Regions from separate parts of the Zea mays genome. Here region 1 is linked to region 2. The links are chromatin contacts, called in public Hi-C maps. All regions are on one chromosome and are shown on one strand. The core of a region is the stretch at or near the end of the contact, and the rest is flanking DNA. Distances in the headings are between cores, read along the strand shown. Region 1 holds the start of LOC100501797. Region 2 holds the start of LOC103638819 (protein POLAR-like 1).

The links. A called contact is a pair of places that touch in the nucleus more often than the background predicts.
Region 1: a Hi-C map of ear shows a contact between it and region 2, with 1.7 times the contacts expected there. The contact joins the promoter of LOC100501797 here to the promoter of LOC103638819 in region 2. A contact is called at or near these places in 4 of 25 Hi-C or Micro-C datasets (ear, leaf and tassel).

Annotation. Positions count from the first base shown.
Region 1 is chr9:108,571,510-108,577,469 of Zm-B73-REFERENCE-NAM-5.0, reverse strand. LOC100501797 reads right to left here and starts at 2,464. Exons shown (of 19, transcript NM_001196453.1): 1 at 2,083-2,464; 2 at 982-1,063; 3 at 536-614; 4 at 334-431; 5 at 149-205. The coding sequence starts at 2,216.
Region 2 is chr9:108,343,251-108,349,503 of Zm-B73-REFERENCE-NAM-5.0, reverse strand. LOC103638819 (protein POLAR-like 1) reads left to right here and starts at 2,827. Exons shown (of 3, transcript XM_008661630.4): 1 at 2,827-3,380; 2 at 3,696-4,168; 3 at 4,255-4,882. The coding sequence starts at 2,828. The coding sequence ends at 4,545.

The DNA.
Region 1 (5,960 bases), core at 1,215-3,714, 230 kb before region 2:
TAAAAGCATTACACAACTTTTTTTACGCGAAAAATATTTTATCTCCATAAAGTGATCAATCTAAGCAAAGAGCATGGGTAAACTAACAAAGTAACAAGCACAGTTCAAAAGGGTAGTTTAGAAAAGGAGGGATTAGAAATGCAGTTACCTCACATAATTTAATTTTAAATTTATTTTTCCTAAAAGACCGGGCCAATTCCATTTCCTGAAAATTATGGCATGCAGAAGTTAAGTGAACAGTATGATGCTAAAAAGTAAGAATAATTATATATTTATATAAAACATGGGCCCATTCATAACATAATGACACGATATAGTGCAGAGCTAAATAACCTCCAAGTGTGAAGGAGACAGGACGCCTTCCAGCTTCTGAAGATCCCTTGAATGCATCACCTCATGATCTTCCCGAAATGTATGGAAAAATGACCGAGCTGTGGGAAATAGTATCATAGAAAAAAAAATCTCTGAATAAATTAATGAAAATAATAAAAACAGAAAGTCTATCAAATCAAAATATATCCAAAATAACAAATACCTTCCTGCATATGTCCTTCTGCCACTAGATCCATGAAGCTATGGATGAAAACTGGATAAAGGACGCGAAGTAATTCGTGCTACAAAAAATATCTGAATTAAGAAACATGAATTATATTGCCAGGTTTAAGAATAGAATGGTGGAACGCAAGTAAAAGACCAGATCACAGCATTAAATGGTTCACCGGCCATAAGAAAATGTCCTTTTGAAAGACGAGAGCTACATAAGTTGTCAAGTGCAAAATCATGCTTATGTGACAGATTTGAGATTCATAAAAGGAGGTATGCCTTGTAAATTTGTGTGATAGAGCACAGATGATTCAATTAAATGTGTCCCTTGAAGGTAACAACACGAAATAGTTTGAAGGTGCCATATGCATTGGTTGGAAAAAATTACATTTACAAAGTATGTGAATATTAAGTACAATTTATCTACAAGCAGTGCACCTTATATTGATCAAGAGAACTGTATGCCCATGTTCTTAATCTGCTATATCCATCGTAGTATCTCGCTGGATCATTGTCAGACCTGTTATTGAAGAATATAATAAATAAAAGGATGTATACTGTAAGAATGTAAGTGAAAATATAACCACTTCAGAATTTGTGTATACTAAGGTATTAGGAAAATATATGTAGGAAGAGTGAAAGACAAGGACAAAACAACTGATCTTTGATTATTATAATATCAATAAAGCACCACTGAACCAACAAAGCAGATTGCTTCACCAATCATCACATGCAACTGCAAGCAGTCCAAAAAACAGTTTTCCAAATGGCCACAGACAGCAGGCTCTAACAACTTGATGCCACAGAAATTTCAGGCAGAGAAACATTGAATTTGCTGTTACCTATCCCTTCCCTCCCCAAGATGATGGTCCTAACGACTAAGCAACATGTGGGGCATTTCTTCCTCTCCAAAGAACAGATGTCTGATACACGAGTGGAAACAACCTGAGAAAACAAACTATAGCACTTGCCACTAAAAGAAAACAGCAGTATCTTTTTTTCCTTGAACTCACAGGTGAATTACATGGTGTTGTATCAGGATTCAGGAGATAGAATAAAATGGTACAATTGCAACACAGGCCAGACTCTACCTCAAAATAACAGTGTAGCCAAAGTTAAGCATTTTTCACAACTTATTGCAATTTTCAATTGTGATAAAATTTTAATCAGGGTTGCTAGCATGATGGGCCTGAACAATGGCATGTAATCTGCAGGTGACAGCCACTAAAACATTGATCTTCATGAGAACTGAATTGACATAATTTTATACTCTTCAATTAGAGTGCCAATTCATCCTACTTGACTATCTAGCCAAGGGTTCACATCAAAGCAACCAAACTAGTCAAATCAGCAGTCAAGCGAGAGCACCGAGACAGAGTTTCACAAACCAAGCAGCCAAATAAAGTGCACCAATTCAGACTGTACAGTGTACACGAGTCCACTAGATTTCCTCGCACCAGAAGCTATCGCCACAAGCCAAAACGACCAGGTCAGAGGTATATGGACGAATCTACCTAGCCAGGGAAGGGCCGAACCTACCGTGCAAGCGCAACGTCGGAGATGGCGGAGGTGGAGAGGCGGTTGCGCTCCTCCTGGAGCGCAAGCTCAGTGAGGCGGAAACCCTTGCGCTGCAAGTACTGCTGCACCTTCTTCTCCATCTCCTCGTCCTCCATTGTCGCCGCCAGCGCGGAGCGAGCGAGCGGAAGCGGCGAGCTCTAGGGTTTAGGGGTCTGGATCTCAAGTGAGAGAAGAGAACGATGCTCCAAAGATCGCAGCAGATAGAGGGCGCGAAAAGGCAGAAGGCCTCGCCGGCGAGGCGTAGGAGCGAGGGCGAGCTGCGAGTGTGGCCGGCGAGGTCGTGGCGGGCAGACCTGACAGCGAGCGGTGAAGGTCGACGGCGCGAGCGCGACGAGGGAACGCCTCGAACGCGGCGGCGAGCGACTCCCTTCAGCCGTAATGGGCCGGTCAATGAGTCGTGTCGAGTATTGGGCCCAACTGGGCCGTGCGCTCTACAAGGCAATCGCTATTCCAACCTATAAGCAAACAAAAAACATAACGGGGCGTTTGGATCCCTTCATTTTAGAGGAATTGGAATTCACTCAATAAAGTAATTTATTTAGTTTGGAATTTAAAATTCCACCACTTTCCAGAGTTCATATATAAGCCTATCTCAAATTCATGGGTGGAGGTTGGGAAATAATTTTATGCATTAGTAGAATTTGTTTCTAATCCATAACTTACATGACACTCTTTGTCTCACTCATCTATATTAAAAATGTAGCACATAAATATCTCTGACATCTTGTTAATAATAGTATATAAATATATTTTGCATAAAACCGAATTAGCTTAATAGATATATGCTTAAATTACTATTAGTAGAATGGAATTCAATTCCAATGATCCAAACGGGGCGTGTCTTAAGAGCAACTCCAAAAAACTACTAAAATAACATTTTCCAAAACTTATTATTGGAGATTGGTGGAAAAAATCCTAAAAAACATAAAACAACACAACAGAATGCTAATAACTGACCTCTAAAATCTAACCCCGATCTTCTACACCTTCATTGATGCACGACCGTAAGGTGGACTAGGTGCTTATGGACAACTTCCACGCATCCATGGCTTGTACCAGATTGCTCTCCCGCCACCGTTGCACTTACACCAGATTTCTCTCCACGCATCCATGTAAGATGACTGTCAAATAGCTGCACTCTAAATAATATAAACCACACAAAAGAATGCTAATAACTGATCTCTAAAATCTAAACCCCGATCTTCTACACCTTCATTGATGCAGTTACACAACGGGAGCGACCGCAAGGTGGACTAGGTGCTTATGGACAACTTCCACGCATCCATGGCTTGTACCAGATTGCTCTCCCACCACCGTTGCACTTGCACCAGATTTCTCTCCACGCATCCATGCAAGATGACCGTCAAATAGCTGCACTAGATTGATCTCCACGCGTCAAGCAAGATGACCGTCAAGCAGCTGCAATTGATTGATCTCCCGTCGTTGCTCAATCATCTCCCGCCGCCACTGTGTGAGGCAAAAATAAACGCAAACCAACTAGGTACGTACATTGGATCGATTGGGGAGCAATATATGACACGTAAATTTGCGGAAGAAAGGGCAAGGGATGAGGGTCGCGAAGATTATGGGAAGAGGAAAAGGGAACGGTTAGAGGGCTTAAAATGTGTTTTTTCTCTAAAAACACTTTTGGGGTTAGTTTACATGTTTTCTTGAAGATGCTCTAACCAGGATGAAAACCTATTCTCTAAACCCACCTACCAGGTAGCTAAATTTACCTATGCTTCTATAGTCACTTGATAATTATATATATACTACTCTATTAAGAACCTAATATGGCCACCTGGTGCTAGCACGGCTTCATCCTCGGCACTAACTCTCTGGGTCCACCCACCACACCATACAAAAAATAGTGCAGGGCGAGCACTAGAACCCACGTCCTTTGCTTCAAAATTTTGGAGGTGACTATCAGACCACATGTACTGTAGTCTTTAGAAATAAACAATAATTATATTTAAATAAATATTCTGATACCTATTTATATGATATATAACAACCGTAGCAAAGTATGGGCAACTAGCTAGTTAAAGACTTAATATTTTGAACCATTTGGGAACTAAAAGCTAAACTACAAACAAAACTTTTTATATTTCTCATCTACTCAATCCTAATCCCAAGAGCGAGATTCTTTTTAATGGATAGAATTTGTAACACCCTGAAATCCTAATTTTGAATTTTAAGAAGAATTCTCTCAGGTTTTACATAAATGTGCCTTCTAAAAAAGATCCTAACATGAAATATAGTTTTGTTGAATTATATATCTAGAAATATTCTCTACAAGATTTAAATTAAAATATCTTCTGATAAAAGATCATATTTATAAACTACTTTCTATAAAAAATAATCAATAAATACATAGTTTTTGAATGAGCTTTTAATTGGACAATTAGTATTTTCCCCAAAATAAAATTATTTATGTGTGCACTACATATTTGCATCATTTGAATACAATAGTTAATATAATAAAAATATAATAATAATATATATTACATCATGCCATGATTTTTTATTTCTGCATCTAAGTTGAAGTATGGAAATCAAAATCAAACTTGAACGTGAATTTAAATTGAGAACAGGAAATAAAAAACTAAAAGGGAAAATAGAAAAAGGGAAAACTTGAGTCCGGCTCGGCTTGCCACTCCCCTCAGAACCACATACATGTCGGCCCGCTTGCTCCCCTTCCCTTTTCTTTATCCATGTGTGGCTAACGTGTAGGGCCCAAACACCAAAACCTTCTTCCCAACTACTTCGTAACCGAATTCTGTTGCTATGAGCGTGCCGACCCGCTCGGTATGCTGTCAACTAAGCATCGCCTAGCCAGGGGCATCAGGATATATAAATGTGCACACCTCGCCCTTCCCTGAGTCTAGCCACAACCACGCCGAGAGCAAAGTTGTGCGCCATCATCGGACGAGCAAAGATAGGAGAGAGAGAGAGTATAGCCACCAGGGCCATCTTTGAGCCTACACTGTCATTCGTGTCTTGACAGGTGATCGAGTGGAATCGGGGAGCGTGGGGACCACGCGTGTGGCCTTGTTGTGAGGAGGGAGTGGTTTGTAGTGTCAGGAACCTCGCATCGGCAAGGAGCTTCTTCGCCGAGCCATGGCGCACTGTGGACGATGACCTCTACATCACCATCATCGGTAATACCTATCCTTATCGAGTCATCTTCGTCCCCGCATCTTGTATCGTGTGTAGGATGGGAGTTTAAGCAGTTGGGTAGCTTGTTGGCATACGCCGACCATGGTCGTCGCCGCAGAAGTCCTGTTCACCGTGGCTAGTTGGTCAGGAGGTGGTAGAGGATATCCCTGTCGTCGATCCATGCTCGAGCGTTCACCCGCAGATCGAGGATATCGTTTTGTCACGTGGAGTGCTGGTCATGGATCAACGATCCAAGGGCCATGAGTGGGGGTGTCATGGTTGGCGTTCGGGTCGTGGATCCTTGATCTCGTGGTTGAGATTAGAAATCGGTTTAAGCTTGTATTCAGGGTTGTCGATATGGGATCGGTCGATCCAGGCGTGGTTACATTAGAGATGGCGATGGGTACCCGAAACCCAAATACTCAGTGGGTTTTACCCGATATGAAGGCGGGTACGAGATGTTTTATTTACCGTAGGTATGTTAATGGGTAAGAACCTTCACCCGTTGGGTAGACGGGTACGGGTTGGTGAAAGGGAAATCGTGCTAACCATTTCCTATAATCAATTTTGGTGGTTGATGACCAATGCAAACAAGTGGACTAACTAGTCTGTCTAGAATTCATGTATTACAGGTGCATAAGGTTCAACACAAACCAAGAAAGAAATCAAGTTAGGGACTT
Region 2 (6,253 bases), core at 1,578-4,077:
TAAGCACTAACAAACATATGTTTTAATGGAGATTACTAAAATCTATTGGTGTCATAGGACACCACAGAAGTAGCCTAGATCCGCCCCTAAGGCTGATCACCATGTATGGCAGCAGCCAAGCGCGATGGTGTTCGTCGTGCAGTCCGCCTGGTCCACCAACGGTGCCCGCACTAGGTCTATCGTGGTGGTAGAACCGGTCACGTCGATTTGCCTCCATTGCGGCACCATCACCGATGTCATGATGAACATATTGTCAATGTAGCCTTTCCATAGCGGGGAGGAGGACAATAATATCTGTTGGTGAGTGAGAAATGGAAAACCATAAGTCCACCATGTGCACCCTCCATGATCGCTTCATCGTGTCGGCACCTTCATGGTGTTGGAACCGGACCGCCGACACATGTTGTGCTCGTCGGGTCGCCCACACACACGGTTCATCCACCCAGACCGTCGAGCCACGACACACGCACCTAAACATATAGCAACATGTTTAGGTTTGTTGGACCAACACTCCCCCTAAATGCTAGCCCATTAGATGATAGCACCCTCAACCATATAAACCATGTTTGTCCACCCACAACTTACAATGTGGAACTATTCCCAACAATCTCTCTCTCACACATTGTGAGCCGACATTTGTCTGAGAATGCACTGGGCCAACCTGGTTCTGATACCAATTGTTGGGGACCGCCGACACATGGCGTGCACGTCGGGTCGCCTGCACACACGACACGTCCACCCAGGGCGTCGGACCACGACACACCCACCCGAACGCATAGCATCGGGCTTTAGGTCTGTTGGGCCAACATCCCCAAAAAAAGCTAGTCCATTAGAGGGTTGCACCCTCAACTATATAAACCATTCTTGTCCATCCACAACTCACAATGTGTGACTATTCCTAACAATCTTCCCCTCACATATTGTGAGGGGAGATTTGTTTGAGAATGCACTGAGCCAACCTAGCTCTGATACCAATTGTTGGGACCGGACTATCGACATATGGCGTTTCTGTCGGGTCGCCCGCACACACAACGCGCCCACCTAGGCCCCCGGCCACGACACACGCACCCAAACGCATAGCAGCGTACTTTGGGTCTATTGGGCCATCACCCTAAAAAAACTAGCCCATTAGATGGTTACACACTCAACCATATAAACCATACCTGTCCATCCACAACTTATAATGTGGGACTATTCCCAACAATCTCCCCTCACACATTATGAGCCAAGATTTGTCTAAGAATGCACTGGGCCAACCTAGCTTTGATATTAATTATTGGAACTGGGCCGCCGACACATGGCGTGTTTGTTGGGTCGCCTGCACACACGGCGCGCCCACCTAGGTTGTCGGGCCACGTCACACGCGTTCGAACGCACAACAGTGGGCTTTAGATCTGTAGGGCTAATACTTCCTCCCAAAAAGTTAGACCATAAAGGATTACACCATCAACCATAGAAAACCATCTTTTAAACTGAGGTTGTACACTATAGCAATTGAATCTTATTTATGAATTACATAACTTTTATTTTTATATTTAGTTTATATAATTTTAAATATTTTTATGAATTAATAATTTTATTTGTTTAATAATATAATCAAATTTATTTTTTATTTCAATAAAATAACGTGTTTTGTGTCAAATAAAAGGAAAATAGATGTGATGTTGAGGTGATTGTAAGTTGATAAAGACAAGTATTTCTATAGATAAAAACTGATCACGATTAATAGCTGATATATCCATATACATGCCTACATGTTACCACACATTTGCCTTTCTTTTCTGAAGTATATGTGTACATTCGTCCCGCCCGGCTCGGTCCAAGCCTGAAAAAGTTGTTCTGTTTGAATTTCGGCTCGGTCTGTAATTATGATGGGCTGACCCATGGGCTTAGCCCTCGGTCCACGGCGCGACACGGAACTGATTAAACATGTCGATCTCATTTTGGGCGACCCAAAATTATAAAACCCCCAAAATTCCATTTAAAATTTAAACAAAGCCTAAAATTGGTATCAAAGCCTAAAATTCACACTAAAGTTCGAAATTCACATCAAAGACCAAAATTCGAAACACATATATCATTTAGCAGATATTAACATTTCAAATTTTATAATTTAAAAAAACAAAGAGCACGAAACCATTAGGTGGTTGACACCCCATCTCTATGATAAGGCATGTGGCTGGCCAAATTGGAGCGGATGATTTCATTGATTAGAAGCATACCACCAAATGAATATGGACATTTTCGTGATTGTAAATAGGCTATTTCGTACATGCGTAAACGAGTCGTGCTCATTTCTGTCTGTGGGCCACATCCTCAGTCTAAACATGGTCCGATGCATAATCCACTCGAAATTATTTTGGATCGAGTCGTGTTTAGGTTGTTTTTTTTGTGCTTTGAACTAGCCCACTGTGGTCAAATGTACACCTTTGTCCCGGAGACGCCTGGCATAGAGGCTTCTCTTTGATCTTCCGCCAGCTATGCAACTGCAATGCTGGCTGGTCGGGGAAAGCAACGTGGCGAGACGGGAGAGAGGCTATTTCTGCGAGCGCTGAACTGCTCCTGTAGCTAGCTGTACGATAGGCTTGAACGAATAAGGAAGAGTAGAACGGAACAAAAAGAAGCGGAGAAGAGAACAAAGAAACAAACCTCTCGGAAACGGTACGTCACGTCGCCATATTATAAAAAACTCCTCCGTTCGTTTCAAATTAAATTGCAACACCTGACCCGCCTGCAAAAAAATCGTATTGTGGTGCTGAAGCAACTACTACTTGCGCGCTAAATAATGCCACCGCTCCGCTGCCGTCCAATCTCGCCACCTATCTGGATGGATTTGTTTTGTTTTTATTTTTGGGCGAATCATGCCCCGTCGAAGAGGCAGGATCAGCTCGGGTCGCAGTCGCGCGGGGCCCGCGGCCCGATCGACGCCCCCACGACCATTTCCCTCGATCGCCGCCTCCACCCGCTCCAGTTTGAAAAACCGCTGTCCTCATCGCCTTCCTCACCGAGAACCCAGCCACTCTGGTCTCTCTCTAGTCTGACTCTGCTCTGCTCTGGGGTCTCGCGCTCGCGACTCCTCGGGCGGCGCGCCTCGCCGGTCGCCATGGCCTCCTCCTCTTCTGAGTTGAGGCCCGCGAGCAGGAGGATCGTCGATTACCTCAACGACGGCGAGGAGCTCGGGGCCCTGGGGGCGGTGGTGACGCCGCCGTGTTCCCCTGCTGCGGTTGCGGTGGGGAAACAGGCCAAGTCCGCGCTGCCCAGGTTCAGGTGGCCGCGGCTCGTCAGGTTGCGGAGAGAGGGAGGCGGCGACGAGGGGAAGCCGGGGGTCGTGGTGGTGGAGAAGGGCGACGACCTCCCCGTGGCGGCCGCGTCTACCTCAGGTGCGTGCGTGTTGCCTGACCTCGTTGTGCTCGGTGTCCATCCAAGGCGCCATCGTTGATTGTTTAGCGAAATCTTAGACATTTGGGCTGCAAATTGAGCCGAACCTGCGTTGGTGGTCGAAGAACATGCGATGCGATCAAACAAAGAAGTGTGCCTTGCCAGAATTTATCACAGAGCGCTCTATTTTTCCCTCCGAGGAATTAGCAGACTTTCTGGTTCTGCTCTGAATTTACCTGCCGTTTTTTTTACTACTCTAGTCTAGACGAACGTGAGCATGATCAACTAAAAGCCTCTCCCATGCTCTGCAATCGCAGGATGCGAATCATCAGCGGCGAGCGACAAGAGGCATCCCGACCTCGGCGTCGGGCTAAGCCTGCTGTTCCTGCTGGCCAAGACGTCCGACGAGTTCAACAAGATGGCCAAGGTGCGCGCGGAGATGGAGGCGCTCCTGAGAGAGTTAAAAGACGGGGTTAGGACCAAGAGCGGCGGCACCGAGGGCCACGGCGCGCCGAAAGACCGCAACCGCGAGTCCACCACGTCGAGCTGCGTCACCGACGGCAACGACCAGACCGCAAGCGCTCGCCTGGAGTACCAGCTCGCCTCGTCTTGCGTGGAGCCGGCGGGCTACGAGAGGTCGTCCGAGGATGACGGAGGCTGCTGTGCGAGGATGGAGTTGGACGTGCTTGAGGAGGAGTTCCACGCCGAGCTGGAGCTGCTTCAGGGTAACTATGAGTCAGGGACACCATCGTTTCTGCCTGAAGAAGAAGAAGAGGAACACTATTCCGAGGTACCGTACCATGGTCCTCTGACCTTGCATTGATTTTGATTTGACCGGAAATGCGAAATGTCCCTGATTTGGGCCCAACGCTTCAGCCCTACGACGAGATGGCCGACTACCGGGATGGAGTTGATGAAGATTCAAGGGGAGGTGTTGAGGATGAAGACGACGACGACGACCATGACGCTGAGTACAACGGAGTTTCTGCCGTACAGTTGGAGAGAAGGCTCCACGAGCTTCTCCACGAAAGAAACCGGGACCGGATTGAGGAGCTGGAAGCCGCGTTGAGGCGTGCGGAGAAGAAGCTTGTTGAGAAAGAAATGGAGGTGTCCCTGTGGAAGGACACGGCTAAGTTTGCGTTGAGACAGGACAAGGAGTTGCAATGAGCATCGAATTTCTCCTGTTCTCTTTCAATCGTACAACTCTTGCGCACGATTTCATCGGCTGTCCATGATCACCGACCGCCGAAGGAGGATTTTGGTCAAACAAGGTTTGCCATGGCGAACTGCGGTTTGTGGAAGATATAGTCAACCTGTTCATACCAAAGTTTAGTGCTAGCATATTAGATCTCCAGTGAACGTTTTGGGCTCCGGTAAAAATCAGTAGAATGCTGTGTAACAGTGTAAGTTAGCCTACTGGTGTACGGATCAATATGAGATTTGATACTTCATGTTTCTGTATGCGCATTACATGGATGGATTATGTGTGAAATCAGACTTCTCATGTGCGTCTTTTCCCTTTAAAATTTGTCCACAAGTGTGAACATTTCTAGCAAGGTTTAACAGTGCAACCTTCGACACTGGTCACCTGTTACCTAAATAGGCAAGATTTAGGGTGTGTTTATTAGTGATCTGGAAACATTTCAAACGTTGCGGGTGACGAACAAGAATTTAGCAAACCATTTGATTGGTAGGTTGAATTCTATTTTTTAAAAAACAAAATGAAGGAAAATATTGTATAAGTAGAAATAAGTTTCAAAAATTCAGATTTTTTTGTTGGGTGAAGAATATAATATATATAGTTTATGTATTTAGAGCCCTAGGCTTTCAATAGCTGAGTGGAAGCCCTGACCCGATGTTGTCAACCGGTTCAGCCGCACCAAGTCAAAAATGTCTATAAAAGAAGCTCCAGATCGCTAGCCGATAGGGTTCAGTTTTAGCGACGCTGGCAGTTACGCTCCCACCAGTGAGAGGCGCGCGCGACGGCGGATCCTGGAAGCAAGCTTCTCATGTGTGTCTTTTAAAATTTGTCCACAAGTGTGAACATTTCTAGCAAGGTTTAACATTGCAACCTTTGACACTGGTCACCTGTTACCTAAGGCTATCCGCAGCGGTTCCCTCTAAGTTTCCCCCCTATATCACTTTTTTGCGTCACATCATCAACATTTCACCCCCTACTTTTCATCTCCCGCAGTGGTTCCCCCTATATTTTCCCCTATACCCCACTACAACCATAAAATATCATTTCTTATATCTACTTTGCAACTACTATCAATTTTTCATCTACTAACAATTACTCGTGGACCCACTGCTATAGGAATGAACAGTCTGAAGGGTGTGAATAGTGAAACGCTAAATCTAGAGGGAGAGAGAAAGGGACCGGCCGGTAGGGAGCCCTGCATGGGGCAACGCTGCGGCCGTGGAGCGCCCCCTACAGGCGCCATGCAAGGGGAGAGTGCTGGCTGGAGGCAACCGCTGCAGCCAGCCTAAATAGGCAAGATTTAGGGTGTGTTTGTTAGTGATCTGGAAACATCTCAAACGTTGCGGATGACGAACAAGAATTTAGCAAATCATTTGATTGGTAGGTTGAATTCTATTTTTTTAAACAAAATGAAGGAAAATATTGTATGTAAAAATAAGTTTCACAAAATTCAGATTTTTTGGTTGGGTGAAGAATATCATATATATATATATATATATATATATATATATATATATATATATATATATATATATATATATATATATATATGAGATACAGAAGTGTAAAAAAATAGAAAATCGATTCATGAGTCCCTAATTCCGAATCAAGAGATTTGTTGTGGAATGTGTCAGTTAAGTAAACTAATAATATTAAGAACTCGATCATCTAACC